Linked DNA regions of Mus musculus: region 1 is linked to region 2. The links are chromatin contacts, called in public ChIA-PET maps. All regions are on one chromosome and are shown on one strand. The core of a region is the stretch at or near the end of the contact, and the rest is flanking DNA. Distances in the headings are between cores, read along the strand shown. Region 1 has its middle 15 kb from the start of Ankdd1a. Region 2 holds the start of Parp16 (poly (ADP-ribose) polymerase family, member 16).

What was found. ChIA-PET counts read pairs in DNA pulled down with a chosen protein or histone mark.
Region 1: an RNA polymerase II ChIA-PET map of effector CD8 T cells shows a contact between it and region 2, with 7 read pairs. The contact joins the enhancer-like site here to the promoter of Parp16 in region 2. A contact is called at or near these places in 2 of 484 Hi-C or Micro-C datasets (CD4 T cells and muscle stem cells) and 4 of 115 datasets of contacts at active chromatin or transcription factors (bone marrow-derived macrophages, effector CD8 T cells, embryonic stem cells and 1 more).

What each region holds. Positions count from the first base shown.
Region 1 is chr9:65,532,342-65,537,595 of GRCm38.p6, reverse strand. No RefSeq gene overlaps it. Among named protein-coding and RNA genes, the nearest start is that of Ankdd1a, 15 kb to the right of the region's middle. Within about 2 kb of position 2,160, at least 147 of the 459 cell types and tissues checked have an H3K27ac peak or open chromatin away from gene starts, as enhancers often do. A contact at or near this core is called in bone marrow-derived macrophages and effector CD8 T cells, where this site is marked.
Region 2 is chr9:65,211,330-65,216,661 of GRCm38.p6, reverse strand. Parp16 (poly (ADP-ribose) polymerase family, member 16) reads right to left here and starts at 1,972. Exons shown (of 7, transcript NM_177460.4): 1 at 1,799-1,972; 2 at 1,030-1,313. The coding sequence starts at 1,203. It overlaps Gm40527 (a long non-coding RNA gene), which reads right to left. Exons shown (of 3, transcript XR_870869.2): 3 at 4,227-4,426.

The DNA.
Region 1 (5,254 bases), core at 911-3,410, 320 kb before region 2:
CCCAAAACAAAATTTGGGTAGACAAGAGCTTATTGGGATGAAGGTCCTTGCTGCCATGCCTAACAATCAGAGTTTGATCTCGAGACCCACACGAGGTGGAAGGATACAACCAACTCCCACAAGCTGTCCGCTGACCTACACACATAAGTCCTTGTGCACACACAAGTGCACACATCCCGAGTCTTTAAAAAAAATCATAGCCTATAACCCCATCTGTAAATCATTTGTCGGTGAGCTGATTTTGTTTTTCTGACCAATGTTTGGATTAATGCATGGTTCACCCACAAACTTGCATTGTGGATCATATGTATATCTTTGAAACAGAGTTCCATGTAGTCAAGGCTAGCCCTGAACTCACTATTTAGTTGAGGCTGCCCTTGCGTCTCTGATTGTCCTGTCTCTACTTCTCTAAGTCTAGGGTTACAGGTATGAGCCACCATACTTGTTTCATGGTCCACATTTGTTTGTTTCGTTTTGAAACAAGGTCAAACTATGTAGCTCTGGCTGGCCTGAAATCTGTGTAGACCAGGCTGGCCTGGAACTCACAGAGATCTGCCTGGCCCTACTTCCTTAGTGCTAGGGTTGTGAGGATTTTGTGCACCTATGGGCCATGTTTTAAAACTCCCCTTGTGGTCCATGTTTTGGGAAATGAGTGGAGAGACTGTGTGACCTTGGGAATGGTGCTCAGACTCTCTGCCCTCCACTTTCATCTGCACAATGGGATCCTCGCTCCCCCATCTGTGGCAGGGTACAGTGATTCTGAGCACACACAGCTTGTCCATGGGGGCCTCCCTCCTGCCTCAGGCTCCTGCAACTGTCCCTGCAGATGCGACTGGTAGCCACTCTTAGTCCTCTTCCTAACCACAGAGAGCCATTGTGTTCTTCTGAGGTCCTGCTCAACAGGTGTGCCTGGCAGGAGGAGAGCGCTCCTTTGCACCTGTGCCCCTGTGCCCAGGTTTATCAATACCGAGGGGAAGTGCTTCCTAGTGTGCCCCCTAAGTCCTCTGCTGCAATGTCACCTCCTGTCCCTGTGTTTTGTCCTCACTGGACCTTGTATTGGTTAAAGGCATTTTCTCTGAAGGGTTGGTTGGATCCAGTCTGACACTTGTGCTAACTTGCTGGGTGCCCTTGAGCAAGGCACTGCCCCTCTCTGGACACGATTTTCTCAAAGGTAAAACAAAGGGGCCAGCCTTATGAAATGGGCCATCTCCCACTTCCTCTCCCTCCCTTCAGAGATAGGGGGAGTCAGGGTAGGGCTCTTGCTTTTTCCTATTGCACTAATGGTTTCTGTTTCTCTTCCGGTTGAGGATGGGAGCCTAGATCTGGATGGACTGGAGAGGAAGTTGCTGCTGAGGGTAGGAGCCTGCCTGCCAGGGAGCCCTCCCCATCTGGAAACCCCCTGATTGTCTCTTCCTCAGACCACTAGACCAAAGGGGTCTAGGTGTTTCCAAGGATGGCCGAGGAGGCAACATGCCTGTGTCTCCATCTCGGGCTATGTTCTGCATCCAAACCTGAGTCTCCAAGGAGTGGGGTAGTCAGAGATCATCACTCAGCCCTCCTGCTTGCACAGAAGTGGAAACTGAGCTCCAGAGAAGTATGGCCAGCCGGGCGAGGTGGCACGCGCCTTTAATCCCAGCACTCGGCAGGCAGAGGCAGGTGGATTTCTGAGTTCGAGGCCAGCCTGGTCTACAGAGTGAATTCCAGGACAGCCAGGGCTACACAGAGAAACCCTGTCTCGAAAAACCAAAAAAAAAAAAAAAAAAAAAAGAAAGAAAGAAAGAAAGAAAGAAAGAAAGAAAGAAAGAAGTATGGCCAGGTTAGGTCATGCAGCGCCTTGGCAGGAGTGTGAGCAAGAACTTGGAGTCCTGAACCCACTCAGGGGAAGCTGTCCTGCCTGTCACCACCTCCTGCATGGCACAGGGAGAGCAGGGCTGCTGTGACAATTTCTCTGACTCTTAACAGGAAGTGTGGGTTCTTCACTCTGAGTTGACAACCACAGCAGCTACACACACATACACACACACACACACACACACACACACACACACACACACCCTCCTTTGAGCACCACTGCAAGCATATACATAAAGCAACCTAGTTGTTCTCCTTTGTGAGCAAGCACACCATAGATGGAAACGGCTCTGAAGCTCTTACTGGTTCCAGATGCCCAGCTGAGGTTTATACTCTGTGCCCTCTGACCCACATCACATTTCATGGTAGAGAATGGACTTCAGGAGAGGAAGTGAAACCAGGACACGAGGCAACGCCTCTTCTGGGTTGTCATAGCTTAGCAAAAGTCCCCACACACCAGCCCCATGGCTGATGCCCATCAGTCCTCCTGTAACCTGGAGGAAAACCTAATGCTTCAACAGGACAGACTGACAAGAATAACCCCCCACCCACACCCTGAGGACCACACAGGGTGGCACACTCGTGACCACTCAGTGCCAGACACTGCCTTTGATCCATCTGATAAGAGAGGCCAAAGAAATAGGGGCTTGCCTGCAGAGGCTTAGCATGTAAATGTCTGAGTTTAGATCTGAACCTGGGGTCAGAAGCTGGACAGCGGTAGCACACACCTTTAATCCCAGTACTCAGGAGGCAGAGACAGGAGGGTCTCTGTGAGTTTGAGGCCAGACTGGTCTACAGAGCAAGTTTCAGGACAGCCAGAGCTAGTTACACAGAGAAACCCTGCCTGGAAAAACAAACAAACAAACAAAGAGATGAAAAAAAAAAAACCTGTGGCCAGGTACATTAATCTTTATGGTAAAGCAGCAGATGGGAGCAGTGGCACTCTGTCAGCCTCCTACAGGCAGGGCACAGGGAGCAGGGGTTCTGGAAATCTTGGTGGCTGTGAGTAACACTTCCCTGATGAGGTGACACTGGAAACTGCTTTAAGAATGAGTGTTATTGGACGGGGCTGTGGCCCAGCCCTCAGAGTGCTCACAGAGCTTGCATGAAGCCCTGGGTTCAATCCCCGTGGATTATGTTGCATGATGGGACATACCTGAAGAAGTCATCCTCAACTACATAATGAGTTTAAGGTTAACCTGGACTACACAAGAGCTCTGGGATGAGGCTGGGGTTTTAGAGTATCCTAGTCAGTCCTAAAAAAGGGGATATGTGGTTCTGTCCAGAGACCTCTCGAAGATGAGCCATTACAGGTGCCCAGGCCAAGGTCACGTGGCTAGGAGCAGGCCTTCAGTGGTGGGAAGGAGAGGGAGGAGGGAGCTGGGAGGAAAGATGCTCTGGGGGACTCAGGCTCCTGGTAGGGATGATGACACAGTCACCAGGCCTGGGCTCCAAGACCACAGTGTCCACCTCCTGTCCAGCTCAGAACCCCAGGTTAAGACTGGCAGGTTCTAGAGCACGTTCCCCCCAGGCCCCCTACTGTTTGTGGGTCCTACAGACCCTAGTCACTCCTCTTGCAAGGCAGGGAAGAACTTTGTTCTTTACTAGCTAAGGTGCCAAACTCAGCCTCTCCCTGCAGAGCTAGAGGGACAAGGCTGGCGGCACCAGCAGTGAATGAAAAAGCCACAGGCTCTGTGTTCTCACTGCTCTAAGCAAACTGGATAGTCACCAGCAGCAGCTTGAGGTGGTCCTAGTGATTGGCAGTGCCTGGATGTGCGCCTTAGCTGCAAGGGAGGCTGGCAAGGGAGTGTACTGGACATAGTTCATCTCCAGGGTAGCAACTGCTGGCCAGCCAGTCTAGCTAAATCAGTGAGCTGTGGTTTTAGTAAAACAAAGCAAGACAAAAGACACCAACAAAAAAAGCCTGTCTCAGGAAGATGCCCTAGCTTGACCTCTGACCTCCACATACACAAATAGCCACATCTATATGCAAACATATAATAGCTTTCACACACTTTCACACACACACACACACACACACACACACACACACAGAGAGAGAGAGAGAGAGAGAGAGAGAGAGAGAGAGAGAGAGAGAGCTCAGTAAATGCAAGTCATCTTTCTGGTGAATTCTGTGCTTGCCAGTAATCTCATTTGGGAAGTGGAAGTAGGAAGATGAATTTGAGGATAACCTGGGCTATGCAGCAAGACATAAACTCTCCCCTCCACATGGGCAAGGAGTAGACCCGGTTTTGTTCTCTGCTTTATCTCAATGCCGGCAAGGGTGCCTGACACACAGCAGAAACTCCATCTAGCCTTTCTGGTTTTTGTTTGTTTGCTTTTATTTTTTTAAGCCAGAGTCTCATGTAGCCCAGGCTGACTCCAGTTCTCCTCCGTTTTCAGTTTGCTGCCCTGGCTGTAGCCTTAGTGGGTTTTGAAAAGGAGACAAATGCTGCTGCCTAAGTCAGAGGCCCACGGTGTCCTTTACGGCCTGTTTATTGAGTGGTCTCTGAGTCACCTCCCGGCCTCAGCCCAGGTACAATAGCCTCAGCTGGCTCAAAAATGTGTGAAACTGGTTGCAAAAGAGCAAAAAGGCTTCAGCCTTCAAGCTGAACAGGAAGCAGCTGATCAAGCCTGCCCTGAGAGATCTGTTTCTGCTGGGACCTGGGAGAAAGTAAGGGGAGAAAGCTTTCCCTTTCCTTCAGTGGGGATGACGTTCTTCACTTCCTATATCCACGAAATAACGTGTGCGTGTATGCGTGTGTGTGTGTGTGTGTGTGTGTGTGTGTGTGCGCGTGTGTGTGTGTGGCCAGAGGGTAATGTCAGATATCTTCAATTGCTCTGTTGTTTTTAAAGATTCTCTCTCTCTCTCTCTCTCTCTCTTTCATTTTATGTAAGTACATTGTCGCTGTCTTCAGACACACCAGAAGAAGGCATCAGATCCCGTTACAGATGGTTGTGAGCCACCATGTAGTTGCTGGGAATTAAACTCAGGACCTCTGGAAGAGCAGTTAGTGCTATTAGCCGCCGAGCCGTCTCTCCAGCTGGAGTTGTTGTTTTTAAATTTATCTGGAGCTGGAGAGATGACGGCTCAGTGCTCCCAGAGGACCCCAGTTCAATTCCCAGCACCCACATGGCAGCCCATGTCTGTCTCTAACTCCAGTTCCAGGGCTCCCGACACCTTCACATAGACAAACATGTCGGTAAAACACTAACGAACCCAAAACAAAAATAAAAATGAATATAAAATAAACTGTAAAAAGATTTACATGTATTTATTTGCGTGTGTGGAGGCAGATCATGATGCACACATGGAGTTCAGAGGAGAACTAACAGAAGTCCGTTCTCTCCACTATGTGGGTCCTGGGAGTCAAACTCCGGTGTCAGTGGCATGCACCCTTAC
Region 2 (5,332 bases), core at 723-3,222:
ATCTTTATCAGATTTAATACCAAGGATATTCCAAACTCTTTTTCTTTCCTGCTTTCTTGTTTTGCTCAAGATAGTTTTATGTAATCCAGGCTGTACAGAAACTCGATTTATTGCTGAGGCTGACCTTGAACTATTAATTGAATGATTCCACCTTCCAGGGGCTGGGATTACAGATGTTTGTCTACCACCATATCTAACTACATTTTCAGTATTTTGGAAGAATTTCTATGAAACTGTAATCATGTATTACTCCTGTATTTGAAATAGAACTTGCCACTGACGCAGGTAGGCGCAAAGGTTTGTTTGCTTGTTTCTTTTTATAGCCCAGGCTAGCCTCAAATTTGTGCTCCGGCCTCATCCTTCTGAGAGCTGAGATTGTGGGTGTACACCACCACTACTGGAGACTTTCTATTTTCTTCACTGAGTCAATTTTGGCAAGCTATATCTTTCCAGATAATTCCAAATATTTGGATTACAATGATAACTGACATCTGGAATACCCTAACTCTTAAAGAAATTATATGATTTATGTATGGGTCATGCGAAGTGCTGAAACCTGTAATCCATCCCAGCACTCCGAATTATAAATCATCAGAAAGTAACAACGCCTATGTGCACTGCGTGGCAGTTTATATAAGTACTGTTAATATGTAACTTCATCTGAAGGGCAAAGTCTAACTAGTTGCAGAGGGAGGGACAACTTCTTATCTAGGCAGAACAGCTGGTTCAGATCAACGCCCCTTTAGGGCCACACTAGAGCGTTTTGTGGAGGACTATGTAGCTATTCCATCACTCCTGGGATTAAGTCACTGACAAAAGGAAGCAGCCACCGAATGACCTGGCAGTGTGTCTGCACGAGGGTGTTTAGGAGTGTTCTTGCTGATGGGAACCTTCCCCAAGGCCAGGCTGGGTGGGAAGTCCAGGGAATTGGCGTGTTTTCTAACACGGGTGGAGCTGCTCCTGCCTGCCGTTCCACAGGGCCACTTGGCCCAGGATGCAGCGAGCAACGGTGGATCAGGACGGACTCACCAGGGCCTCGAAGTCCTTACAGTCGTGGCGGGCGTAGGAGGCGGGGAAGGGCCGCAGCACCGAGTCCCGCTTGTAGCTCTGCAGCGCCGAGGCGAAGAGGCTGCAGCGGAGGTCCGCAGCCAGCACGTCGCGGCTCGCTGCCTCCCTGGCTGCTGCCCTGTTGGAGAGCTGCATCCCGGGCTCGTAGCGCGTGGCCGGGAGGAGACAAGGAGGGGCAGCGCGGGGCCTGGGCCCGGGGGACCGTAGACCGTCTGCTGCCAGGTTTTCCAGCCCGGGGGGTGGAGCTAGGCAAAGGGGTGACAAATTGACATTGGTGAGAACGCGCCGGCGAGCGTCCTCTGCAGGACACTGGGCACGGTCGCTCAGTGCGGGGAAACACGGGATCTGGGAGAGTCGCCTCTCGGGTCCCGCCAGTCCCGGAGTCCCCGGTATGGAGTTGTCGCTATTGCACCCGGCGTGGGTAGTACCCCGGGGACCCGGCCGATCAGTCCTGGCCGCCCCACACTGCCAGCAGCCACCGCCTACCTCCCCGCCCGCCGCTCTCACGCCGCTCCGCCCACCCGGCCCAGGCCCGCCCCTTCCCGCGCCCTTGCTCAGCTCGCGCCCGCCCACAGGTCCCGGAGGATCCCAGCTGCCCCGGGTGCTGGGCAAAGGTGCCCAATGCGGCTGCTAGTCATCCTCGCCACCGCCCCAAGTGGAAACCGCCCCGGGACCCGCCCCGGGGAATTGTCTTTGTCCTGGCTCCACGGGTTGAGCCAGCCTCGCTCACCTTGGGAATTGCCACCTGTTGAATAAATCGGTTTCCTCTGGAGCTGACACGTTGCACACAAGAAGCCACTTGATACCCAGGGAAAACTGAAGGTCGGAGTGACACAATACTTTCTCAAGACACTGTAGCCGACCCAAAGACCTTCCTCTCTACCTTACAGCCTCCGCAATTCTCTGAATTGCTCAAATGTCTGACCTCAGATTTCCCAGGATCCTCCTCCTTCGAAGGCCTCTAACAGGAAGTCGGGAAAACAGGCACTGGGAGAACAATGACCTAACCCTGCCGAAGGGAAAAGACCGGACCCCAAGATGACTCAGCAACTGGTCGAGTAAAGGCACTTGCTGTCCGTCCTCACGACCTGAGTTCTATCCCAGGATCCCATATGTTAGGAGCTAAGTGACTCTAGCAATTTGTCCTATGACTTCCACACCTGCACCAAGGCTCAAGTGTGCCCACATGTGAACGTATACACAAAATAAATAAATGTAGGGCTGGTGAGATGGCTCAGCGGGTAAGAGCACTGACTGCTCTTCTGAATGTCCTGAGTTCAAATCCCAGCAACCACATGGTGGTTCACAACCACTGGTAATGAGATCTGACTCCCTCTTCTAATTCGTTTGAAGACAGCTACAGTGCACTTATGTATAATAAATAAATCTTTGGGCCGGAACAAGCAGGGACTGAGCGAGCAGGGTTGACCAGAGCAAGCAGTGGTCCTAAATAAAAATTCAATTCCCAACAGCCACATGAAGGCTCACAACCATCTGTACAGCTACAGTGTACTCACATACATAAAATAAATACATTAAAAAATTAAAATAAAGGCAGGAGGATTTCTGAGTTCGAGGCCAGCCTGGTCTACAAAGTGAGTTCCAGGACAGCCAGGACTATACAGAGAAACCCTGTCTTGAAAAACCAAAATAAATAAATAAAATAAAATAAAAAATGTAAGAACAGATTCCCTTTACCTCTTCTTCTTCAAGACCTCACTAGAAAAAAAGCACTTGGCCTTCTGGTCACATAGAAATCTAAGACCAGTGCTGAATTGTTAGACTAAAAGTCCCCTTTAAAGACCCCACACGTGCTGAGAGGTGGTGGCTCACGCCTTTAGTCCCAGCACACCAGAAGCAAAGGCAGGCATATCTCTGAGTTCAAGTCCAGCCTGGTCTACAGATCAAATCCCAGGACAGCAAGGGCTACACAGAGAAACCCTGTCTCAAAAAAAACAAAAACAAACCCCAAAACAAAACTTTACAAAAACAAAAACAAAAACAACCATTAATTAGATAAATAAACATACACACACACTGGCTCTGCTCTCTGAGAAATCACCCCCTTCTTGGGCATCCGAATGGGACCTGGCCCTGTGCTCCTCAGACTTCGGGAGGGAAGACAGGCAGAACTATATTCTCAGACCCTAGAGAGCTTCCCAGGCCAAACAATGATGCAAACCACCCCCAGGAGTCCAAATGGTAATGGTTGTTGTAAGGCCTGGGCTGATTTGGAATCACCAAAATGTCTGAGAGCCTATGACCTCAAATAAAACCCCTCCAGCACCCCAAGTCCTGGGGCCCCTAGGGCCCCATGGAGCATCTGGAACCCTAAGGTACCTGCTGCATGTCTGAGGCATATCGCATGACCCTCACTCTGAGAAAACCTTCTCACCACCTCTCCTGCCACATAAGTATAATAAATGTACTTTTAAAGAATATTAATGAGATGGAGAGATGATGGCTCAGTGGTTAAGAACACTGACTCATAAATGAGGAAAATACCTAATTAAAAAAAAATACCGTTTAAAAAACAAAAACAAAAACAAAAAAAAAAAACCCACTGACTCTTCTTCCAGAGGTCCTGAGTTCAACTCCCAGCAACCACATGGTGGCTCACAACCATCTGTAATAGGATCCAATGCCCTGTTCTGGTGTGTCTGAAGACAGCTACAGTGTACTCACAAACATAAATAAATCTTTAAAAAAATGAATGAAGGACCAGAGAGATGGCTCAGTGATTTAAAAAGCTTCCTGATCTTCCAGAAGACCTGAACTCAGTTCCCAGCACCCACATCTGGAGGCTTACAACAGCCAGTGGCTCCACTTCCATGGACTCTAACACCTCTGTCCTCCATGGGCAGTGCCCTCACATGTGGAGTACATGTTAGCTCTGTGGAGACACATAATTAAAAATAAAGGAGCTGGAGATGTGGTTAGGTTAGGGGATATGGTTCAGTCGTTAGTGGCTGCTCTCCCAGAGGATCTAGGTTCAATTCCCAGCACCCCCTTGGCAGCTCACAACCCTCTGTAACTGCTGTCCCAGACAATCTAATGCTGTCTTCTTGTATCTTCAGGCACGAGGCATGCATGTGGTACTTGATCATACGTATAGGCAAAACACCCATACACGTAAGAAAACAGAAAGGGCTTTACAGTTTTTTTCTTTTTAATATTTATTTATTTAATGTATGTGAGTACACTGCTGCTATCTTCAGACATACCAGAGGAGGGCATCTGATTCCATTAGAGATGGTTGTGAGCCACTATGTGGTTGCTGGGAATTGAACTCAGGACCCCTGGAAGAGAAGTCAGTGCTCTTAACCACTGAGCCATCTCTCCAGTCCTTACAGTTCTTCTAAAAATAAAAAATACCAATGAATCAGAGAGAGAACAACAGTGAGTATATACTTACAGTTTTGTTATGTTCATCTTATCATTTCTGGTTCTAGTTCATTTTTATGAACTTGAGTTACCACTGGTAGACATTTCTGAGGCCAGCCCAGAACTACCCCACACCTGTACGTTCATGCTGACCGCTGTATATCTACACTTCAGCACTCAACACTGCTTTCTCTAGGAGGGCTGGGGAGTGGACCCAGGGTTTCCTCTGGCTGAAGTCTACTTCTAAGCCACATCCCAGACCACTTAGGATGTCTTGGAAAGTGTATTCCAGCTGTTGATCCTTTGAAAGGCTTACTGATCTGTATTCTGTTGCTGATTTTCCCCCCTTGGAGCTGTGAATATGTCACCCCTCTGCTCTGCTTTCTTCATTGTTTCCGCTGAAGGGTCAGCAGTAAATTTTACTCAGGTTGCCTAGTGACAGGTTTGTTTTTCTCATGCTGCTTTCAAGATTTCCACCAGATGACTCAGGTGGTTACAAGCACTGGCTATTCTTGCAGAGGAACAGGCTCTAGCATACAGTGGCTCCTAACTACCTGTAACCCTAGTTACAGGGGATCTGATGCCCTCTTCTAGCCTCCAAGGACTCCTGCACACACATGGTGCACATAAACTCTCTCTGTCCCACTCTGGGTGCCTCTTTCTCTCTCTCTCTCTCTCTCTCTCTCTCTCTCTCTCTCTCTCTCTTTCTCTCTCTCTCTCTTAGACACACACACACAGAGATTAATAATAATAATTTTAAAATAAATCTTTAAAAATTTATTCACCCTAACACTCAGGAGACAGAGGCAGGTTGATCTCTGTGAGTTTGAGGCCAGCCTGGTCTACAGAACAAATACTAGAATAGCCAGGGCTACACTGA